Linked DNA regions of Sus scrofa: region 2 is linked to region 1. The links are chromatin contacts, called in public Hi-C maps. All regions are on one chromosome and are shown on one strand. The core of a region is the stretch at or near the end of the contact, and the rest is flanking DNA. Distances in the headings are between cores, read along the strand shown. Region 1 has its middle 19 kb from the start of COQ8A. Region 2 overlaps CDC42BPA (serine/threonine-protein kinase MRCK alpha).

What was found. A called contact is a pair of places that touch in the nucleus more often than the background predicts.
Region 2: a Hi-C map of skeletal muscle shows a contact between it and region 1, with 7 times the contacts expected there. The contact joins two enhancer-like sites. A contact is called at or near these places in 22 of 47 Hi-C or Micro-C datasets (alveolar macrophages, blood, brain and 13 more) and 2 of 2 datasets of contacts at active chromatin or transcription factors (alveolar macrophages and skeletal muscle).

Annotation. Positions count from the first base shown.
Region 1 is chr10:14,576,323-14,580,801 of Sscrofa11.1, reverse strand. No RefSeq gene overlaps it. Among named protein-coding and RNA genes, the nearest start is that of COQ8A, 19 kb to the left of the region's middle. Within about 2 kb of position 2,266, at least 2 of the 83 cell types and tissues checked have an H3K27ac peak or open chromatin away from gene starts, as enhancers often do. A contact at or near this core is called in skeletal muscle, where this site is marked.
Region 2 is chr10:14,778,961-14,783,439 of Sscrofa11.1, reverse strand. All of the region lies in intron 10 of CDC42BPA (serine/threonine-protein kinase MRCK alpha), which reads left to right. Among named protein-coding and RNA genes, the nearest start is that of CDC42BPA, 160 kb to the left of the region's middle. Within about 2 kb of position 1,974, at least 4 of the 83 cell types and tissues checked have an H3K27ac peak or open chromatin away from gene starts, as enhancers often do. A contact at or near this core is called in skeletal muscle, where this site is marked.

The DNA.
Region 1 (4,479 bases), core at 1,017-3,516:
CAGAGAGAATCAGAGGCATGGAGCCCTGATTAAACTCTTTTGAAAGGCTTCCCTAACTTCTCAGCCACCTGAACCAATAAATTCTCTTCATGATTTCTCTTACTTGCAACCCAAAGCATCCTCCCCGGTACATTGGGAAGGCGGCATTATGGTGAACATGGCAAGTTACACTTGTGCACATTTGCTCATGTGTATGCACGTGTGCATACACATACACAAACACACACAGCCTGAATCTTACTCGGGGAGGGGGAAAACCTCGCACACAGCTCTCGTTCCTGGGGTGGTGGCAACATCTGGTTTTACAAAATTACACACTTCCAAGCTTTTGGTAACAATTACCCAGACATGGAACTGAAGTCTTTTGATGAGCAGTAACTGACGTCTGTACCAAAAATGACGTCCAGTGTTAACCTCACTCCTTGAGGATGTCTCAGACTGCAGCCACCGGCGATAAACGGTACATTTTTTTCCTCTAAAAACATTCATATATTGGAGTTCCCATTGTGGCTCAGTGGTAACAAACCCAACTAGTATCTTTGAGGATGTGGGTTCGATCCCTGGCCTCGATCAGAATGTTAAAGATCTGGTGTTGCTGTGAGCTGTGGTGTGGGTCGCAGATGCATCTTGGATCCCAAGTTGCTGTGGCTGTGGTGTAGGCCGACAGCTGCAGCTCTGATTCGACCCCTAGCCTGGGTACTTCCATATGTGGCAAGTGTGGCCTTAAAAGACAAAAAAAAAAAAAAAAAAAAAAAAAAACCTATAAATAAATAAATGAATAAATAAAAATCATATATTGTTTGTGACCCTGTAGTAGTATTTGAGATCATAAAATCAGCTTTTACCTGAATGTGAAGTTTTTATTTTCAACATTTTTCTTAGAAGGCGAAATGGGGCTTAAATACTTGGAAGGCAATATCGACTTTTTCTTGACTAGTCCCAGGCCTTGACCTTATTTACAACATTAAGATTTTCCAACCTGATGTTCCCTTGCTTTCTGGGCAAGCGTCCCTGAGTATCCTCTCCGGGGCCAAGCTCCTTGAGAGCTGGGACCACATCTTGTGCCTCTTTCATAACCCATGTCTTCCTCATGCTGAGAGGGATTCCAGAGCTTCCCAAAAGCTGGTGGATGGCCCATGGAAATTTCCACAGCAGCTGCTTGGTCCCAGCCCCTCCACCTGAGCCCTGGCCTGCAAGCCCTCCCAGCCCAAGGACACTGAGCCTGGCTCCAGGTCAGGCCTGAGGTCTATTTATGACTCTTTATCTCAGGAGGAGTGCCTGGGCCCCTTGCACTCAAGAAACCTCCTCCTCTTCTCACCAGTCAACACGCGTCCCTGTCTAGAGGACAGGAAAGCAGTGCGGCAAGAAACATACTCTCTGATGGATGGCCCCAGTGTCTCCCCACCTATGGCTTATTCTTCTCATTTGGGGGCCCAGATCCTTCCATGGGAACAAAGACAACCTCTGACAGTCAAATAAAATATCTTGGAAGTTCCTGTTGTGGCTCAGCAGTAATGACCCAGACTAGTACCCATGAGGATGCAGGTTCGATCCCTGGCCTCGCTCAGTGGGTGGGGGATCTGGCATTGCTGTGGCTGTGGCTGTGGCTCTGGTCAGCAGCTGTAGCTCTGATTTGACCCCTAGCCTGAGAACTTCCATATGCCTCAGGTGAGGCCCTAAAAAGCAAAAAGCAAAAAACAAACAAATTTTATGAACACTGATGAGCTTATTAATGAGTTTGTTTCTCACATGCTTCCCCTCACCAAGGAAAATTTGTCTCCCAAGCAGGAGGAACATCTTCCCCACTCCCACCAGGGAGCTCAGCTCATGGGCGGAACAAGTTATTGATTAACTCCCAGATCCCTGTGGGAGCCGCTCAGGGAAGAGCTGAGCCCACAAGGGACCAGGAGCACACGGTGCCTGAGGAATGATGCTGCTTCCAGCCCCATGGCCTTGCTCTCCCCTCCCGGGCACGGAGGCAGGGACCAGGAGCCAGAGAACCTGAGATCAGAGCCGCTCTACCGTGACACCAGGTCCCTGAGGTACCTCACATAACCTCTCTGGGCCTCAGGGTTCTAAGGTGCCAAATACCTGACCTACCTACTTAATTCTTAATTTAATTTTATATTATCACCATTATTTTTTTAGCAGTGGCCACGTTTGGTGTGTGACTCAGATGTCAGGTGAAACCTCCCTAGAGAGTATTGGTTCCAGGGTCCATGCCACAGCCTGGGGGAGCCTAAAGCCCTCCTGCTAAGGCTTGGCCACATCCCGGGAAGTGGGAGGAGGCTCATGTGCACAGTCACCTCTGGCCCCGAGGCCCTGCCACTGCCGAGTGCCAGCAGTTTGTGGACTGTCTGCCACCTGCGTGCTGTCCCGTCCCAGGCTGTGCAAACCCCTTTAACAAGGGGACTGGACAGGATCTACATAACTCCAGATTAAATGTTAGACACCTCTGTCCTCGGAAGTTCTTTAGCTGTCCCATCCTATGGGGACTCTGTCAGCTGGCCATCTCCCTCACGGTCCCACTTAGTGGCTTTTTCGTCTCCTCGCCTTCTTGTCTCTCCTCCTAGCCTTTCCCTTTCCGACTGCCTCCGGAACTCCAAATTCTCCTCACTGTATTCGGGAGAGTCGTTTATTTCTCTCCCATTCCTTCTGCCAAACTCAAGCATTCAGACCTTGTTGAGGTGGGAGATCAGCCCTTCCAGGCGGCAAGATCCACCTTTTGGTGTACCAGGCTGTTGTGGCTGTAAAGTTGTCCCCCCCCCTTCAGTCTCCTTAAATTGTGATGCGGTTTCCGCTAAATTCTTTCTATTTTTATTTTTATTTTTATTTTGTTTTTTAGGGCTGTGCCTGCAGCATATGGAGGTTCCCAGGCTAGGGAACAAATCGGAACTTCAGCTGCTGGCCTACACCACAGCCAGAGCAACGTGGCATCCCAGCTGCGTCTGAGACCTATACTGCAGCTCATGGCAACGCCAGATCCGTAACCCACCGAGCACGTCCAGGGATCAAACCTGCAACCTCATGGTTCCTAGTCATATTCGTCTCCGCTGCACCACGATGGGAACTCCAGGTTTCTGCTAAATTCTTGCTGAAACAACAATTCCATTCCTTAGAATGCAGAGAAAACGAAGAGGAGCAGCATTTTGGATCTAATTCTGCACAAACAGGCCAGTCTGCCCAGAACTTGAAAATCAGAGACAGCTCAGCGCCACTCAGGAGTCTGGATAGCTGGGAAGGGCTTGCTGGACCGTCCAGTGTGCAACAAGACTCAGGAAGGAGACTCTCAAGGTATTTGGAGAAAAGGTAGGTGTGACTGATCTTGTGATACAAGAATCAAAGAGCTCAAGCAGGACCAAGTGAGTTTCTAAATTGCTAATGATCCCATAGAGGGAAAAGACAAAAGCAGTTCCACGGTCAAGGACACCTGCAGGTAGGTGAATGGGGCAGCAGGGTATTCCTTCCCGCACATCCTCGTCACGTGACTTCCAAGCTCCTAGGAGTCTCCTCCATTCCCCTTTCGAGGCTGACCCGCCAGGCACACAGATCTCTGCTCGCGCTCCCTCATTGGCTGGAACCCAAACACACGGCCACGCCCACCTGTGGGGGAACCTGGGGAGTGAAGTCTAGGGGCGCGCTCAGAAGGAAGGAAAACTGTCCTGCAGCTGAATGTCTCTGCCACACACTCCGTCAGCGTTCCTTATTAAGAATGGAAAATTGAGGAACAATCTCGACATGAGACACTGAAGCTCGAGTACCCAAGGAGGTTGTAAGACCTCAGCACCCTGATGCCCCAAAAGAGCTCAGATGTTCTGACCTGGATGAATTATCCCCCAGGGTACTGAGGGGGCTCGCAGACAAGCTCACATCATCTTTGGGAGACTGTGACAAACCCAAGTGTCGCTGGAAGCCAAAGACGCAGGCGCTGTCATCCTGATTTTCATCAAGACTAAAACCTAGGAATCTCAAAAGTATCCAGCGGTGAACTTGACATTAATATGGGATGAGTGGGAGTTCCCTTTGTGACTCAGGGGTTAAGGAATCCAACTAGGAACCATGAGGTTGCAGGTTCGATCCCTGGCCTCGCTCAGTGGGTTAAGGATCTGACATTGCCCTGAGCTGTGGCAGATGCGGTTGGATCTGGCGTTGCTGTGGCTGTGGTGTAGGCCAGCAGCTGCAGCTCCAATTCAACCCCTAGCCTGGGAACCTCCATGTGCTGCAGGTGCGGTCCTAGAAAAAGACAAAAAAAAAAAAAAAGATATATATATATATTTATATTTATATATATGGGATGGGATGAGTGGCTACAGATTATCAAATGGCTGGTTTCAAACATTTAGAAGTAAAGTGTTGACCCAGTAAGAGCCAACATGTGGTCCAGGCTAACTTCATTTTCTTTAACAAAGAATTGTTGTTAACAATATTCTTATCCTTAAGCTTAATAACACTTCCTCAGGAAGTTAGTGCTACGGAATC
Region 2 (4,479 bases), core at 725-3,224, 200 kb before region 1:
ACCACTGCGCCACGACGGGAACTCCCACATATCATCTTAATCAGAGTTTTGTGTACTTTCATCTTTTTGTTTCAGCTTGAAGAGCTCCTTTCATCATTTCTTATAAGACAATGTGTTGGTAAACTCCCACAGATTTTGTTTGCTGGTTAATGTATTCGGGGCTGGAAGTTTTATCTTTAAATACTTTGAATATGTTATTCCATTCTCTCCTGGCCTGTAGAGTTACTGCTTATAGCCTAATGGGGATTTCTTCATAGGATACTTTTTTTTTTTTTTCCTTGGGCCACTCCCTCGCATATGGAGGTTCCCAGGCTAGGGGTCAAATTGGAGCTGTAGCCACCAGCCTACACCAGAGCCACAGGAACGCTGATCCCAGCCGCGTCTGCAACCTACACCACAGCTCACCGCAATGCTGGATCCTTAACCCACTGAGCAAGGGCAGGGACCGAACCCGCAACCTCATGGTTCCTAGTCGGATTCATTAACCACTGAGCCACGACGGGAACTCCTTCATAGGATACTTTTTAAAAAACTTTCTTTAGCCATGTTACAGAAGCAGCTCGGCTGCTGTAGTGACAACACCAGATTCTTAACCCTCTGTGCCAGAAGGGAATTCCAGGATACTTTCTTTTTTTCCCCCTGACTGCCTTTAAAATTCTTTTTTAAGCATTGACTTATTTAATTTAATATTTATTTTTTATTGAAGTATATTTGATTTACAATGTTGTGTTAGTTTCAGGTGTACAGCTAAGTGATTCAGTTATACAGATACACATACCCATTCTTTTTTAGATTCTTTTCCCATATAGGTTATTACAGAACATTAAGTAGAGTTCCCTGTGCTGTGTATGTAGGTCCTTGTTATGTTTTATATTTAATAGTTTATAAAGTTAATCCCTAACTTCTAGTTTATCCCTCCCCCTGCCCTGGTAATCATAAATTTGTGTGAGTCTGTCTCTGTTTTATAAATAAATTCATTTGTATCATTTTTTTAAGATTCCACATTTAAGTGATATCATATATTTGTCTTTCTGACTCCCTTCATTTAGTGTGATAATCTCTAGGTCCATTCATGTTGCTGCAAATGGCATTATTTTCTTGTTTTTTATGGTTGAGTAATATTTCACTGTGTATGTACCACACTTCTTTATCTATTCCTCTGTTGATGGGCTTGCTTTCTTGTTAGCTTTCTATAATGCGTGTTGGTAATGTAATATGTGTCATTATAATGTGTTTCTGCATTGAGATAGGTATTTTGTTAGCTTCATGGACTTTTATGTCCAGTTTTTTTTTCCCCAACTATTATTTCATTAAATAAACTTACTGCCCCTTTGTCCCTCTCTTCTCCTTCCGGTGTATCCATTATCTTTATGTTGGCTTTTTAAATAGAATCTGATAACTCCTGTAGGGTTTCTTCACTAAATAATAATTCTCTCTCCTCTTCCACCTGAATCATTTCTAAGTCCCTATCTTCTATATGGCTTATTCTTTCTTTCATCTCATGTGCTCTATTTCCATTACTTTCTAGTGTACTCTTCATCTCATTTACTGTTTTTTTTCGCCTATAGAATTTTTATTTTATTCTTTTTTATAATTTCAGTCTTTCTGGTAAAGTGCTTCTTCTGTTCATTAATTTTATTCCTGAGTCCATTGAGTTGTCTTTCTGGGATTTCTTGTAGCTTGTGGAATTTCTTCATAACAGCTAGTTTGAATTCTTCATTACTGGATTGCAATATTCTGTGTCTTTGAGTTGGTTGCTTAGAGAATTGTCATTTTCTTTTTTTATTGTATTATGTAATTTTTCCTAGTGTTTTGTGAAATGTGCCTCTGTCATCACATTTGAAGTAGTGAGCACCTTATTTAGGTAAGGCTTTTGTTTGCTTTCAATCCAAGTTCAGTTGATTGGCATCAGAAGACCTTCTTTTCCAGAAGGTGGCGCTATAGCAAAAATTTGGGGTTTCTCTTTCTTGGGGGCTGACTAATCACTGAAGTTTGAAGCCTGTGTATAGTCAAAACTGTTGCAGAGCCTAGGCCTATATTTAGTACCTACTATGGGCTTTGGGTGGAGGTGTTCAGAGACCTGAGGGCAGATAGCAAGAAATGCATTCCTTCCTTTCCTTTTGTCTGCCTTCTTTCCTTTCTTCCCCTCCCCCTGCCCCCTTCACAAATCCAGTATTGCTGAAGAGCTACAGGGTTCCTCCTGCTACAGACCTTGTAGCCAGGCCAACTTTCACTCACCACTTTCACATTCTAGCCACTCTGCTAGAAAGGTCACTGCTGCCAATACCTTGGATCTGTAGCCTCCTCCAAGGTACAGTGTACCTGCTTCTGGATGCACAGGTGGGTGGATCTCTCAGGTGTCCTGGTGTGCTGTGTGGAAAAACTTTTATTCAGTTACGGATGTCAAATTAGTTGTGAGTCAAAGGGGAGAGGAAAAAGAAATGACTCACAGGATGTGACTTCGGTGTTACTTTTGATTTTTAAATGGTGATATGCATGTAATAAAGTGTACAAGTACTCACTTTTAAATGTGAGCCCCATAAATATTTATATTCGTGTACTTTTATTTAACCTCCACCCTAATCAGTATATAAAATATTTCTAGGCCTAGCATAAAGATCCACCATGCCCCTTCTCAGTTTGTAACCTACAATTCTGGAGTAAATCCTATCCTAATTTTTCACCATTAATTAATTTTACCTGTTATTGAATTTCATACAGTGTGTTCTCATTTGTGTCTTTTTTCTTTTTTTTTTACTAACATAATTTTTCCATGTTGCATATATATCAGCAGGTTGTTTTTTTTTTTTTTTTGACTACTGTTTAGTGTTACATTGTATATAAGTACTAAAAATAAATTTAATGTCTGAGTTTGTTCTGGCTTGTGTTAAAAAAAAAATACAAGCCAGGGTGTATCAGGATTGGGTGGTTTATAAACAGCAGAAATTTATTTCTCCCACTTCTGGAGGCTGAAAGTCCAAGATCAAAGAGCCAACATAGTCAGGTGAGGGTTCATAGCTAGTGCCTTCTTGCTGTGTCCTCTCTTGTGGTGGAAGGGACGAGGGATCTTTGTGGGTTCTCTTTTATATGGCACTAATCTCATTCATGAGGGCTTCTTCACCCTTGCAGCTTAAACACTTTCTATAGTCTCCACCTCCTAATGACATCATTTTGGGGGTTAAGATTTCAACATATGTATTTTTGGGGGACACATATTCAGACCTTACCTTCCAAGCTGTTGTTGAACATTTGAGCTATTTCTGGATATTGACGATTACAAGCATAGCTTCTGTAAATAGTCTTAAATTTTTATCTTGATGTTGGTATGTACTTACTTCGCTTAGATATCTCTTCTACCTAGGAGTAGGTAGCATAGTTTCAGCTTTAGAAAATATTGCCAAAGAGCTTTCAAAGGTGACGGCATCGCTAGTAATGTATGAGTTTCACCTGCTTTATAGCCTCATCAGAACTTGCTTTTTGTCAGCTTTTTTACTTCTAGTCATTCTGGTATCTGCATGGTAGAGTTTTGCTATGATTTTAAATTTGTATTTTCCTGATAAGTAATAAACTTGAGTATCTCTTTTTTTTTTTTTCCTAGGGCCACACTCATGGCATATGGAGGTTCCCAGACTAGGGGTCCAGTCGGAGCTGTAGCCACCAGCCTACGCCAGAGCCACAGCAGCACGGGATCTGCGCTGTGTCTGCGACCTACACCACAGCTCACGGCAACGCCAGATCCTTAACCCACTGAGCAAGGCCAGGGGTCGAACCTGTAACCTCATGGTTCCTAGTCGGATTTGTTAACCACTGAGCCACAACGGGAAATCCTTGAGTATCTTTTTATGTATTTACTGTCCACTTGGATATTTGGATATTCAGTCTTATGGAAGTTTTTGCCCTTTTTTTCACATTAGGTTTTACATGTCTTTTCATTTAAATAGTTTTTATTTTACCACCTTATAAACAATGTAAGAACCTTATAATAGCCCTTTATATGGTTATTTTTGTATAATTTATCTCTATCTCTGCTGTAAACTTTAGTACATTTGTTTTATTATTGCCTTAAATATTTACTCATTAATTTTTAAAATATCTTTCTTCAGGGAGGGAGTGGGATGGACTGGGAGTTTGAAGTTAGTAGATGCAAACTATTGCATTTGGAGTGGATAAGCAATGAGATCCTGCTGTATAGCACAGGGAACTATGTCTAATCACTTGTGATAGAGGATAATGTGAGAAAAAGAGTGTATATATATATATGTATGACTGGGTCACTTTGCTGTACAGCAGAAATTGATAGAACATTGTAAATCAACTATAATAGAAAAAATAAAAATCTTTTTATTTACCCACATATTTATTCTTTTTGTGCTCCTTATTTCTTCCTAGTGATGCATGTATCTATCCAGAATCATTTGTATTTTGTCTGAAAAACTTCCTATAGTATTTCTTGTGATTGCATGTATTGTGTCTAATCTC